Regions from separate parts of the Mus musculus genome. Here regions 1, 2 and 4 are each linked to region 3. A link is a contact called in public HiChIP or PLAC-seq and Micro-C data. All regions are on one chromosome and are shown on one strand. Each heading gives the region's core, a stretch centred on a gene start, on an enhancer-like site or on the middle of the called end of the contact. The rest is flanking DNA. Distances are from core to core; before and after follow the strand shown.

Region 1 (2,815 bases), core at 266-2,765, 180 kb after region 3:
TTTTTTTCCATTTTTTATTAGGTATTTAGCTCATTTACATTTCCAATGCTATACCAAAAGTCCCCCATACCCACCCACCCCCACTCCCCTACCCACCCACTCCCCCTTTTTGGCCCTGGCGCTCCCCTGTACTGGGGCATATAAAGTTTGCGTGTCCAATGGGCCTCTCCAGTGATGGCCGACTAGGCCATCTTTTGATACATATGCAGCTAGAGTCAAGAGCTCCGGGGTACTGGTTAGTTCATAATGTTGTTCCACCTATAGGGTTGCAGATCCCTTTAGCTCCTTGGGTACTTTCTCTAGCTCCTCCATTGGGAGCCCTGTGATCCATCCATTAGCTGACTGTGAGCATCCACTTCTGTGTTTGCTAGGCCCCGGCATAGTCTCACAAGAGACAGCTACATCTGGGTCCTTTCAATAAAATCTTGCTAGTGTATGCAATGGTGTGGATTTTATTTTCTTGTGTGTGTGTGCATGAGTGTCCCTGGAGGCTGGAGCAGGGCATCAAGTTTATTGGAGCTAATGTTACAGGCAGTTGTGAGATGTTGGCATGGGTGCTAGAACCAATTCAGGTCAGCAAACATTTTTTGTTGTTTATGTGCATTGATGTTTTGCTTGCATGTCTGTCTATGTAAGGACAGTTGTGAGCTGCCATGTGGGTGCTGAGAATGGAACACAGGTCCTCTGGAGGAGCAGTCAATGCTCTTAACCACTGACTCCCCCAGCAAACATTCTTATACAACACCCCTCTGGTCTCCTCAGGACACATGTGTACATACACATTTTTTTTTAATAAAAAATACTCCCAAGTTGCAACTTTTTGAAGCTGATCTCTTTTTTAGCTGAAGGACGAGTTCCTCGAGTATTGCCATATAAAATAGAACTAGGGTGTGGGTCTCTTGGACTCAGCTATCAAGGTCAGTGGTTCTTAGGAGCAATCAGTGCTGTCTAACTGTTCATGCCACGAGGCCAGTGGTTATTTTGGTCTGACTCATCCTTTAGTCCCATGGGCTATCTTTTCCAGCCTTGTGATTGTGTGGGAACTTGTTCAAGGATCAGCAGATGTGGAAGGGACCCAGGCGATCTCATCTCAGGCTCTGGACCTGAATGTTTGCAGCCTGAAATCACTCACTACCTGGACGAAGAGCAAATCCACTTTCCTGTCCTGTTTCAGACTTGGGTCTCAAATAGAAGAGGTAGCCTTAGCATAGTTTACAGGTCCCCCCCCCCCCCCCCCGTTCTAGCCACCCAGCCTAGCGAAGTTCCTTGGTAGTTTGCAGCAGGTCAGTTCCGGCCTCTCGGGTGAGTCAGATTTACCCCTTAGCCTCGTATTGGCTCAGCTCCACCTCTCGGTGTCTGTCCAGTCTCGGGGAGCGTCTCCACCCTCACAGGATAGCGGCCCAGGACTACTCCTATTTAGGACATGAGCTGCCACGTGCCCAAAGCATGCTGGGTGCCCCTGGGGAGGGGAAGACCCGCAGGACGCCGGATCACGCGCCCGTTACGCACCGCCCCCACGTGACCCGCGGTGTGTTCCGGAGATGAATTGCTTCCGGGTTTCAAAGTAACCCTCCACTCTAAGGCGAAAGGGGGCGGGTATAGAAGGTAGGCTGTAGAGTCGCCTAACATCCATTTCCGTACGTTCTGCCCCACTCCCCCAAGGTGTCGCTGAGACCCTTGACTGCGTCTCCGGGGCTTAGCAGGTGGCAGAGCACGCTCCGGAGCCTCTCGTAAAGTTCCGCCGCGCGTGGAACAAAGGCCTTCAAGCCACGCCCGGCGCCGCCTGCTACTCAGGGGGAAGTAGGTAACTAGGCTCACTCCATTGGCCCTTCGGGTGAGTGATGGAAGCACCGGCCAACCGCTGCCTGCACAAGATGCGTGCGTAGTACTCAGAAGGTTCAGCAAGGGTGAAACTACGTGAAGCTCTAGTTTTGGGCAGTTTCTCTGGGGCTCTGAGGAGGTGCGCATGCGTAAAACCCCCATCGTCAACTTCCTGCACAAATTGAGAATTAGCACCCTCAGCCTTGGCAATTTTACTGAGATTGACAGCACTGCGTAAGATCTGGCATTGCCTGGGCGTTCCAGAAGGAGAATCCGACAGGCGAATGCAACGATTTGTCATTGTCAAAACTGTTAACCACAAAGTCCACGCCGAAAAACTGCGTGATTGAATTATTTAAAAAAGGGGGCTGGAGAGATGGCTCAGTGGTTAAGAGCACTGATTGCTCTTCCGAAGGTCCTGAGTTCAAATCCCAGCAACCACATGGTGGCTCACAACCATCTGTAATGAGATCTGATGCCAGTCCAGGGTGTCTGAAGACAGCTGCAGTGTAGTTACATATAATAAATAAATAAATAAATAAATAAATAAATGAATGGTGTAGTTACATATAATAAATAAATAAACAAACAAATAAATATTTAAAAAAGAAAAAAATCGCGGGGCTGGGGATGTAGCTCCGAGCCCGGAGTTCTGCTGGAGTTCGACCTGGTGTGTGCATATAGGATTAGAAGTTCAAGGCTATCCCGAAATATAAGAGACTCTGGTCTAAAAAAAAAAAAAAAAAAAAAAAAGAGCCACAAATGATTTTGTTTGGAGAAGTAGTCACAGATGCCGTCCACTTTAATGGGCCACAGGTTGGACACGCCTTGCTCTATTTTCCTGTCTTCTGGCGGTAAGATTATAGTGCGAATAGCCTGAGAGCTATTGGCCTGAATCTGTGCAGACACCTTGCTACAGTAGTAAGAATATTTATTTAGAGAGGTTTCACAGTTTGTCTTATACTCTTTCACTCAAGAGGTCCTCACATAACCC
Region 2 (2,950 bases), core at 423-2,922, 140 kb before region 3:
AGGGTGGCCAAGAGTATTTGTAGAGATCCATAAGTGCAAACCAGAAGACTGTTTGCCTGAAAGGTCTATTCTTCATTTCTGTTTTGGACATAACCATGAAGCCTCAAACTCAAAATCCTCCTGCCTCAGTCTCCCAAGGACTAGGATTACAACTTTCAAAATGAGGGTAGGGGGCTGGAGAGATGGCTCAGCGGTTAAGAGCACTGACTGCTCTTCTGGAGGTCCTGAATTAAAATTCCAGAAACCACATGGTGGGTCACAACCATTCATAATGAGATCTGATGCCCTCTTCTGGTGTGTCTGAAGACAGTGACAGCATACTTCCATATAATAAATAAATTGAAAGAAAGAAAGAAAGAAAGAAAGAAAGAAAGAAAGAAAGAAAGAAAGAAAGAAAGGAAGGAAGGAAGGAAGAAAGAGGGAGGGAGGGAGGGAGGGAGGGAGGGAGGGAGGGAGGGAGGGAGGGAGGGAGGGAGGGAGGAAGGGAGGAAGGAAGGAAGGAGAGAGAGAGAGAGAGAGAGAGAGGGAGGGAGGGAGGGAGGGAGGGAGGAAGGAAGGAAGGAAGGAAGGAAGGAAGGAAGGAAGGAAGGAGAGAGAGAGAGAGAGAGAGAGAGAGAGAGAGAGAGAGAGAGAGAAAAGGGTGGGCAGTGGTGGTGCTGCACGCCTTTAATCCCAGCACTTGGGAAGCAGAGGCAGGAGGATTTCTGAGTTCAAGGCTAGCCTGCTCTACAGAGCGAGTTCCAGGACAGCTAGGGATACACAGAGAAACCCTGTCTCAGGGGAAAAAAAAAAAAGAATAAAGAAATGAGGGTAGGCCAGGGGATGGTGATGAACACCTTTAACCAACAGAAGCAGATGGATCTCTGTGAGTTTGAGGCCAGCCTGGTCTACAAATCAAGTTCTAGGACAGCCAGGGCTATACACAGAGACACTCTGTCTTCAAAACAAAACAAAACAAACTTATTGAGAGTAAGGGGCTGGAGAAATGGCTCAGCAGCTAAAAAGCACGGGCTGCAGGGTCCAGTCCCAGCACCCAAATGATGGCTTACAACTATCTAACTCCAGTTCCAGGTAACTGAAGCCCTCTTCTGGTCTCCATGTACACTTGCATGCATATGGTACACAGACACACAGGCAAACCGCCCAAACACATAAAACAAAAATAAATAAAATCAAAGGTAGGTGGGTGTGGCCTTTTTTTTAAAGGAACTGAGTCTGACCTGTAGCCCCAGCTACATGGGAGGCAGAGACAGAAGAAGCCTTTAAGTTCAGAAGTTTGTTTGTTTTCTGTTTGATTTTGTTGTCACTTTGTGTCACTTCTTTTTTATTGCATTTTATTTGTGTGTGAGAGAGAGACTGAGAGAGACAGAGACAAAGCCAACACACACTCAGATCAAGGCACACGGGTAGAAATCAGAGAACAGCTTGTGGGAATTGCTTCCCTTTTTTCACAATGTGAGTAAAACTCAAACCACGAGGCTTAGCCACAGGAACCTTGTACCCACCTCCTAAGCCCAATGAAGCATAAAGAATCCTAGCAAGACCCTGTCTCAAAAAATAAAGGGGGGGGGGGGACTGTAAGATTTCTCCTCTAAAAATTCTTTCAGGAGGATGTGATTCACTAATGTACTTACGTTAAGTGTGTACTAAGCCCTGGTTCATCTCCCCAGCCCTGTATGGCACACATGTGTAATCTCAGCATTCTAGAGGCAGAAATGGGAGAATCAAGGTGATCCTTGGCTACACACGAGTTCAAGGTCACCCTCAAAGACAGACAAAAACAGACTACCCAACAGTTCTCTTTCCACCTTTTCTTTCTCATTGGATTGGTATGCCACCATCAAATTCCACCCCAAAGAATCCATGAAGAAAGAGAAAATAGGGTGGATAGTAAGGGAGCCTCAAAAGGCCAAAGAATGCTGGGCGTGGTGGCACACGCCTTTAATCCCAGCACTTGGGAGGCAGAGGCAGGCAGATTTCTGAGTTCCGAGGCCAGCCTGGTCTACAGAGTGAGTTCCAGGACAGCCAGGGCTACACAGAGGAACCCTGTCTCCAAAAAAAAAAAAAAAAAAAAAAAAAAAAAAAGAAAGAAAAGAAAAAAAGAAAAAAGAAAAAAAAAAGGCCAAAGAATTCTCTATAAAACTCCTGTTTTTTTGATCTCTGGAAGAAGAAAGGGGGTGGGGGAGTTAACAAAGATGAAAAGGAAAAGGAAAGACAGGACAGGACAGCCACCATCTGGGCATGGTAGGTACATACCTGTAATCCCTACAGTGAGGAGGGCAAGGCAAGAGAACTGCCATGTCTTTTGAGGCCAGAGCCCCTGGGTAGGGAAGGAGAGGAAACAGAAGGAAAGAAGGAGGAAGAAACCCAGACCACCTGGAGCACTGATCGGCTTCAGTGAGACCCAGGCGCTGGTGGGGCCTGTACAAGGAACTACCATGGTTACTCAGGGAATTTTTAGCTGCTGCTTGAGCTGAGAAGCCATGGCACTGCACTTGCCTTAAGGTAATACTCAAAGGAGTAAGCACAAGCTACCGATCAGAACAAAGATTAGCAAAAGACGAACAGACAGACACCTTTCTGGGGAAAGTAAACAGAAAATTATTTTTCCTAAGAACTAAGCTGCAACTTTCCTGCAGATGAGACAGTTAGTTGTATCTTGACCTTGGGTGGAAGGCCACAGAACATCCTTCAATGTGCCTGTCAGTCAAGTTAAACCCAGAGGTCCTGATCACAATGGCTAGGTATCTCTCAAAACACATTCTCCCTTTCTTCAGTGTAAATCAACCAGTAATTCAGCCAAATGATCACTCAACTAAAAAACTATGTTATGAGCCTCACTAAAAACAGATCTAGCCATGAGAGCAGACTCTTGCCTAGTCATAAGGGCAAGTACCCTAGGGAGTTTGAGAAGTCCTCAAAGGAGACTGGAAATGTCTCTCCTGTGTTC
Region 3 (2,877 bases), core at 284-2,783:
CTCTGCCCCCTCCATCCCTCCCTCCCTCCCACTTTGCTCTCAGCCATTCCCCTCTGCCTGGCACGGGCTTTCCCACCGGATCTCCTGGCTCAGAAGCCAGCTGGGACAAAGACCCTGTCCCTGCCAGTCTGGCCTCTATCCAGTTGCTCCTTCCCCCACCCATCTTTTGTGAAAGCCTACAACTTGGAGTGTACTGGAGAAGGGTACAGGGAGAGGCCAGTCGTCCCCCCCCCCCCCCCGCCCTGGCCCTCAGCTCTGGAAACAGTTTCTCTTTCTGAGATCTCATTGCGCATACAGGCTCACGGGGAAAGTGAGGTGGATGACCAGAGAGGGTTAGAGCTAACTCTGAGCCAAACCGGGAGCCAGGTCACTGTGCCCTCAGGAAGGAAAGCTGCACAGATAATGAACACACTCTGTAAAGAGTCAGACTTGGGAGTATTCGGGGACCCAGGACTACATGGCTAATGATGCAGCCGGGGGTCAGTTACAACGTCAGGCAAGATTTCCTACCGACCATACCTATTCTCACTGGCTCCATCTCCCACTCGGTCTGCCTTCATAGTCGCTAGCCTGAGCCTAAGCGGTCCTCCTAGATCCTCCCAGGACAGACTCCCCTGCTAAGCAGCGCTCTGGCCTGTGCTGTGCAGCGGGCCGGGCGAGCAGTCACTCGGGTTACCGCTGGCAAGTAAGCCAGGTGCTGGAGCGTTCTGAGGAGGGGAGGCTGGGAGCAGGAGCTACTCACACGCCCGCCCGGCCCTGTGGCTACCTCTTTTACCCGTGTTGGGGCAGCACGGGATGAGGAAGGAAGCCTGAGGCCAGAGGATCCGACTGCCCTGAGACATGAATTTTTGATCCAAGTGGCCAAGAGTGGCTACTGTGACACTTCCCGGAGGAAAGCCACCACAAGGACCGGAGCTCAGCAGTCCCCTGTCGTCTCCAGCCCGGGCATCCTTAGTCGCTCCGCAGCCCAGACGTCCCCTGGCTCCTGAAGGCTGCGCGGCGAGGACAGTGAGCGAGCAGACGCGTGGCTCAGGGTGCCGAAGCCGGCACAGAGCGCTGCGCGCCCACCTTCAGAGAGGCGCCGCTGCCGACCGCACCCCCGAGTGCCTGGGGACCCCAGGAAGCTACGGTGGGTCACTGTCTCGGTCGCCCACAGCAGCCAGTATCGCGGCCCGCTCTCGCCCTCGCCCGGATCCTTTGGCTCAGAGAGGTCAAGAAACTTACCCAAGGTCACACAGCAAGCAAGCAAGCGACCGATAGGGCCAGGCCTCCGCACTCACCTTGCGAGGTCCCCTCCGCGCACACCGCACGTCCCGCAGCCGCAGCCGAGACTGCGGCGCAATGCGCGGGCGCGAGCAGGGCCGGGCGCGCGGGACCCAGACAGGGGCGCCAGCTCGCCGGGAGCCTCACAAAACCCCCTTTCTTCCCACGCGCCCCGCCTTCCCCGCCGTCCCCGGCCCTTGCCGCCCCCGTGGGGGGCTCTGCGCGGTCACGGGACCCGCTGCCTTCTCTGTGCGGGTTCCGGGCGACAGCGGGCAGAGGGAGGACAAGCGAAGTAGGACAAGGTTCCGCGGACGGGAGCCCAAGACTTGCAGCGGGGAGGGCAGAAGGGGCGGGGAGGGAGCGATGGAGGGCGCTGTGGCGACGCAGGATGGAGAGTTAGAACACGGGAGGGACTTCTCATTGGTTAAAGGGAGGAAGACCGGCTCAAACTTAGTCGCGCAGAGGATGGAGGGACGACAGGAGCTTTGCCCCGGGAAAGAGGGCACTGCTGGGTGAAAAGGGGAAGTCCTTTTCTCAGGCCAGAGAAAAGGCAGATGACCACAGCCATCCCTCTTGAGGAAGCTTTGATCGGGCTGTGCTCCCCCGGTGCTCCTCTCCCTCCCCGGCGGAGGAGCTGACTTTGCAGTGGTTGACCAGGTGGAGGTCGACTCGCAGAACTACGGGTTAGGCAACCCAAGTCAAGAGAGTCTAGGCGCGCGGTATCAAGTGGTACAGTGAGTGATGGAGCAGGCGTCACAGGTTGCAGATCAATGTGTGCAGGAGAGCCTGCTAGCCTCGGCTGGGCTGCCCAGTGTGCAGCCAGGAGCCTGGGGGTGGGCCTCGAGGACTGCCAGCTGTCCCCCACCCCCACTTCACCCGCTGCTTCTCCCTGCTTTCCCAGGCTTCCCACTTTCCTCCTCTTGCTTGCGACTCCAGGCAAAGCCTTGGCACCAGCTGTAGGCCACTCAGCCAGATCCTTGTCCTCAAGGCCGGTGTGGGGGCTGTGACCTTACCATTTCTAGATCCCCAAATGCCGACTGTCTGCAGACACCTTCACCCCCAACTCAGGGAACAGTTTCCTAATCACGCCCCACCCCCTGCCTTGGATGGAGTTCCAAAAAAACAAAACAAAACAAAACCAAAAAACAAAACAAAACAAAAAAAAAAAAAAACGCCTTCAGAACCTCTGGAAAAAAACAAACTCCTCTCCAAAGCCTTACAAGTTTAAAGAGAGGACTCCAGCTAATGCCGCCCACTGTAAGGACAGGACAGAAGGACCTTGAAACCCAGGGCAGAGTCACGCAGGGAGAAAACTACCAGGCAGTGGTGCCAGCAGAAAGGAGAAAGGGGCCCCTGAAGAAGCTGCACAGGAGGCCTTCATTTATTCATTCCTTAAGCTTGACCCACAAGTCATCTATGTACCAGGCCCTGTCTGGGGCCCTAAGACTGGGGGAGTCACCAGTTGGGAAGGACTCTGAGGTGCTGGGTGCCAGCTCTGGGTTGCACCTGCATGGCTCACCAACACATGGGCTCCATGCCCTGCAGGTCTCCCAGGTGGAGCTAGGAAAGAAACCAAGGGGCTGCAGTTCAGCCCAGTTGCTGTCTTGGATATAA
Region 4 (2,862 bases), core at 287-2,786, 220 kb after region 3:
TTTTCCAAATGGATCCAGTGGAGAGCTGAGCTCATCTGAGTCCCCTGAACATCCTGGGACTAAGGGTGGGGAGTGCAGGATTCATAGACTCCAGCACCCTCCCTTCCAGGAGCAGGAGACTTCCTTCAAAATCCTCTTTTCCCTTTCCTTACTGTATCCAAATGTTTCTGCTTCTCTTCCCTCCAGCTTCTCCCCTGGGGGCGGGTGGGTGCTCCACCCTCCCGCCCACTCTCTGAGGACATGAGGAACATGGTATCCAGCACCACGGACAGCTCCCAGCGGTGAGTGAGCCTGCTGACCCCTGTAGGAAAATGGTGGTTTTGTCTATTCCAGGCAGACATCCTGCACTACATTCCAGATCTGATGAGGCATGGCTGCCCCAGGATTACTGGGCTCGGACGGGAGCAGTGGTAGGAAGGATCCTATATAAGTCATGTGAGACATAGAATGTTCAGATCAACTGAAGCTGAAACAAGCCTTTGGCATCATATATAACCCAGAAAGGGACAAAGCTGGTGAGTGAACTCCTGAATCCAGCCTAGCCTTTTCTGCACTGATTCCCCTTTATGAACCTCCTTGCCCAATTCTGGCAGGAGATTTACATGAGATGTTACACACAAAAGGGCAGGATACATGTCTGGGAATGTGAAGTATCCCTAAGAACCAGGGAAAGGTGGAACTGACTGCTCTCACCGTCTGAGAAGGCTTTGAAGGGAAAGTCCTGAAGAAGGCATGGGGAAGGCTTACCTAGCAAAAAGGCAAGGGAGCCACCATCTGCCAGGGTATAGAGGCCAGTGGATGGCCCCAGGAGTCTCTGGAGGCCAGCAGGAGGCATGCAGACTGGACTGGGGCCTGGGAAAGGCCCTTCTGTGTGCCCACGCTTGCTCCCCCTACACCATGAGTCTAGAGACAAAGGGACCACTCTCTCACATTTGACACTGCCATCTCCGGCTGGCAGTGCCAGGTGGCAGGGGCATCAGGGGTGTCAATCCATTATCCACTCCCAGCCCCTAAGTCCTCTGGGGCTGAATGTTGGGGAGGTGGGTGTTCTACGCTATGTTGCCATAGCAACCACCCCAACCCCCAACCCCAAAGCACACAAAAAGATAGCTCTCACCCCCACCTCTAGGAGAAACCTGGGTCTGCCTGGGAATCTTCCCTTGAGAATCCTCCTCTCTAATGCACAGCCATGCCATTCTTGTGTCTGCACCATCCTCAGTACCCGGCGCCAAAGACCCATAGGGCAGTGAGACTGGTACGTTCAGTATTCAGGCATGTAGAGGGGGCATCCATCCCTTCTAGTTAACCCCTCTCTCCTCAAGCACTCACGTCCTTCACTACAGCCAACGCCATCCTAGGACTCCCCAACTGAAGCAGTGGGCTATGTTGGGACCCCGGCCTTCTGCTTTTTCCCAGAAATAGACACCTGCTACCTTTAGCAAACCTCCAGGCTGTGGGAACTGCAAGGAGGAGGGAGCCATTCCTGACACCCTCCATCTGTACCCTCGCCATTACTCATTAGGCATTCTGCCCCCTCCTTCCGCTCGTTAAGCCTTATTTGCATATATTTGCATAATACAGTTCATTTGCATTGCAGGAGGCTCATGGTAGAAGCCAGGAAAAAAAAGAGGTGGGGGGGTGGAGAAGAGAAAAAGGGAGAGATTTTGTTTTCATCAAAGTGTGGGGGGAGAGCTGGGGGGGAGGCAGGAAGAGGATGGAAATAAAACTCATACTACTTTCTTTCTTCCCTCCGCCCTCTCTCCCCGAGTTGGACTGAAATGCCAAAGAGAGGTGCCAAGGGTCTGCCTTTTCTGTCCTTTTTTTTGTCTTGCTTCCTCCGGCCTTGGCTCTTCAGTCAGGGGGCCCCCCACCTTGTTGGAATCAGGCTTCAGAAAGAAAGCTGGGTAGGATGTGAGGCTGTGAGAATGGAAACATAGGAAGGGAAGAGGGAAGCCGCCATCTTAGGTAGCTAGTGTTTATAAAATGGCCGCTTCTGAGAGATGTGGGCTGAGTGCCAGGCAGGGTGGTGGGCACGAAGGAGAATGACAACAGAAGGAAGGGTTTCCCAGCTGACCAAGAACAGACCTGAATATCACTATCAGTGGGATTAGAAAGGGAGGCGGATGGGGGGGGGTCTCCCAGAAGAGTTCTAGGGTTCAGCATCTAAGCAGGGTAGTAGAAGCCTCATCCCTGTGTACAGATCCCAGAGGACTCAAGGCTATGGGTGATGTCGAAGGTGCGGAAGAATCAAGTTGGAAAGACCAGCAGGAGACAGACAGAGTAAGGTATGGTCAGGCGGGATCATCTGCCAGCTGGAGGTCTCAGGACTGTGGAAAACCATGTATTCTAGCAGTATATTCTCTGGCCCAGCCGACCATTACTATCTTCATAACGCTTATGAAACTGTGCCTTCTCTAAGGCCATTCACAGCTCTCGACTGGGCTATCCTTCTTTGCCCTCTGTGCATAATTTCATGCTTATTTGATCTCCCCAACCTCTGCACTGACCTGGCTTCTTGTGTTATATCCTAAACAACTTGTTCTTGGTTTCATCCACTCAGTTCTCTGGATCAGCCAGCTTCACACAGAAGTGACAGCACTTCTGAAATCCCCTCTTAGTCACTTTTGTAACTTCAACCTCTGCTAAAGGTAGACACTCACTCTATAGACCAGGCCTTGAGCTCAAAGATCCACCTGCCTCTGCCCCCTGGCCCCCTCCACCTCCCCACGAGTGCTGGGACTAAAGGTGTGAACCACCACCACCACCACCACCACCACCCAGCTCCCTTGTTTTCTTAACATTGATCTATTTATAACTAGAGTGAGCAAAGCAGTGGTGGTGCACAACTTTAATCCCACCACT

The links. Hi-C and Micro-C count contacts between places; a contact is called where the count stands out from the background. HiChIP or PLAC-seq counts read pairs in DNA pulled down with a chosen protein or histone mark.
Region 1: a contact with region 3 is called in an H3K4me3 HiChIP or PLAC-seq map of embryonic stem cells, with 22 read pairs. The contact joins the promoter of 1700113A16Rik here to the promoter of Bcan in region 3. A contact is called at or near these places in 10 of 39 promoter capture datasets (the HPC-7 cell line, cranial neural crest, embryonic stem cells and 5 more), 1 of 15 datasets of contacts at CTCF or cohesin (large pre-B cells), 8 of 484 Hi-C or Micro-C datasets (the G1E-ER4 cell line, bone marrow-derived macrophages, cerebellum and 3 more), 11 of 115 datasets of contacts at active chromatin or transcription factors (DN3 thymocytes, the SCID.adh cell line, embryonic stem cells and 4 more) and 4 of 9 other capture datasets (adipose tissue, embryonic stem cells, liver and 1 more).
Region 2: a Micro-C map of embryonic stem cells shows a contact between it and region 3, with 1.6 times the contacts expected there. The contact joins the enhancer-like site here to the promoter of Bcan in region 3. A contact is called at or near these places in 4 of 39 promoter capture datasets (the C10 cell line, liver and trophoblast stem cells), 1 of 484 Hi-C or Micro-C datasets (embryonic stem cells), 3 of 115 datasets of contacts at active chromatin or transcription factors (effector CD8 T cells and embryonic stem cells) and 4 of 9 other capture datasets (adipose tissue, embryonic stem cells, liver and 1 more).
Region 4: an H3K27ac HiChIP or PLAC-seq map of stem cell-derived neural progenitor cells shows a contact between it and region 3. The contact joins the enhancer-like site here to the promoter of Bcan in region 3. A contact is called at or near these places in 17 of 39 promoter capture datasets (the C10 cell line, the HPC-7 cell line, cranial neural crest and 9 more), 17 of 484 Hi-C or Micro-C datasets (the CH12 cell line, the G1E-ER4 cell line, bone marrow-derived macrophages and 9 more), 10 of 115 datasets of contacts at active chromatin or transcription factors (embryonic stem cells, extraembryonic endoderm stem cells, large pre-B cells and 3 more) and 5 of 9 other capture datasets (adipose tissue, embryonic stem cells, liver and 2 more).

The regions. Positions count from the first base shown.
Region 1 is chr3:88,176,270-88,179,084 of GRCm38.p6, forward strand. 1700113A16Rik (RIKEN cDNA 1700113A16 gene) reads right to left here and starts at 1,516. Exons shown (of 3, transcript NR_045997.1): 1 at 1,318-1,516.
Region 2 is chr3:87,862,464-87,865,413 of GRCm38.p6, forward strand. All of the region lies in intron 4 of Prcc (papillary renal cell carcinoma (translocation-associated)), which reads right to left. Among named protein-coding and RNA genes, the nearest start is that of Sh2d2a, 17 kb to the left of the region's middle. Within about 2 kb of position 1,673, at least 13 of the 459 cell types and tissues checked have an H3K27ac peak or open chromatin away from gene starts, as enhancers often do. A contact at or near this core is called in embryonic stem cells and trophoblast stem cells, where this site is marked.
Region 3 is chr3:87,998,823-88,001,699 of GRCm38.p6, forward strand. It overlaps Bcan (brevican), which reads right to left and starts at 1,534. Exons shown (of 14, transcript NM_007529.2): 1 at 1,281-1,534.
Region 4 is chr3:88,220,770-88,223,631 of GRCm38.p6, forward strand. It overlaps Gm3764 (predicted gene 3764), which reads left to right. Exons shown (of 10, transcript NR_168089.1): 3 at 187-281; 4 at 2,201-2,285. Among named protein-coding and RNA genes, the nearest start is that of Gm25641, 6.5 kb to the left of the region's middle. Within about 2 kb of position 1,537, at least 62 of the 459 cell types and tissues checked have an H3K27ac peak or open chromatin away from gene starts, as enhancers often do. A contact at or near this core is called in hippocampal neurons, neural progenitor cells, neural stem cells and 1 more, where this site is marked.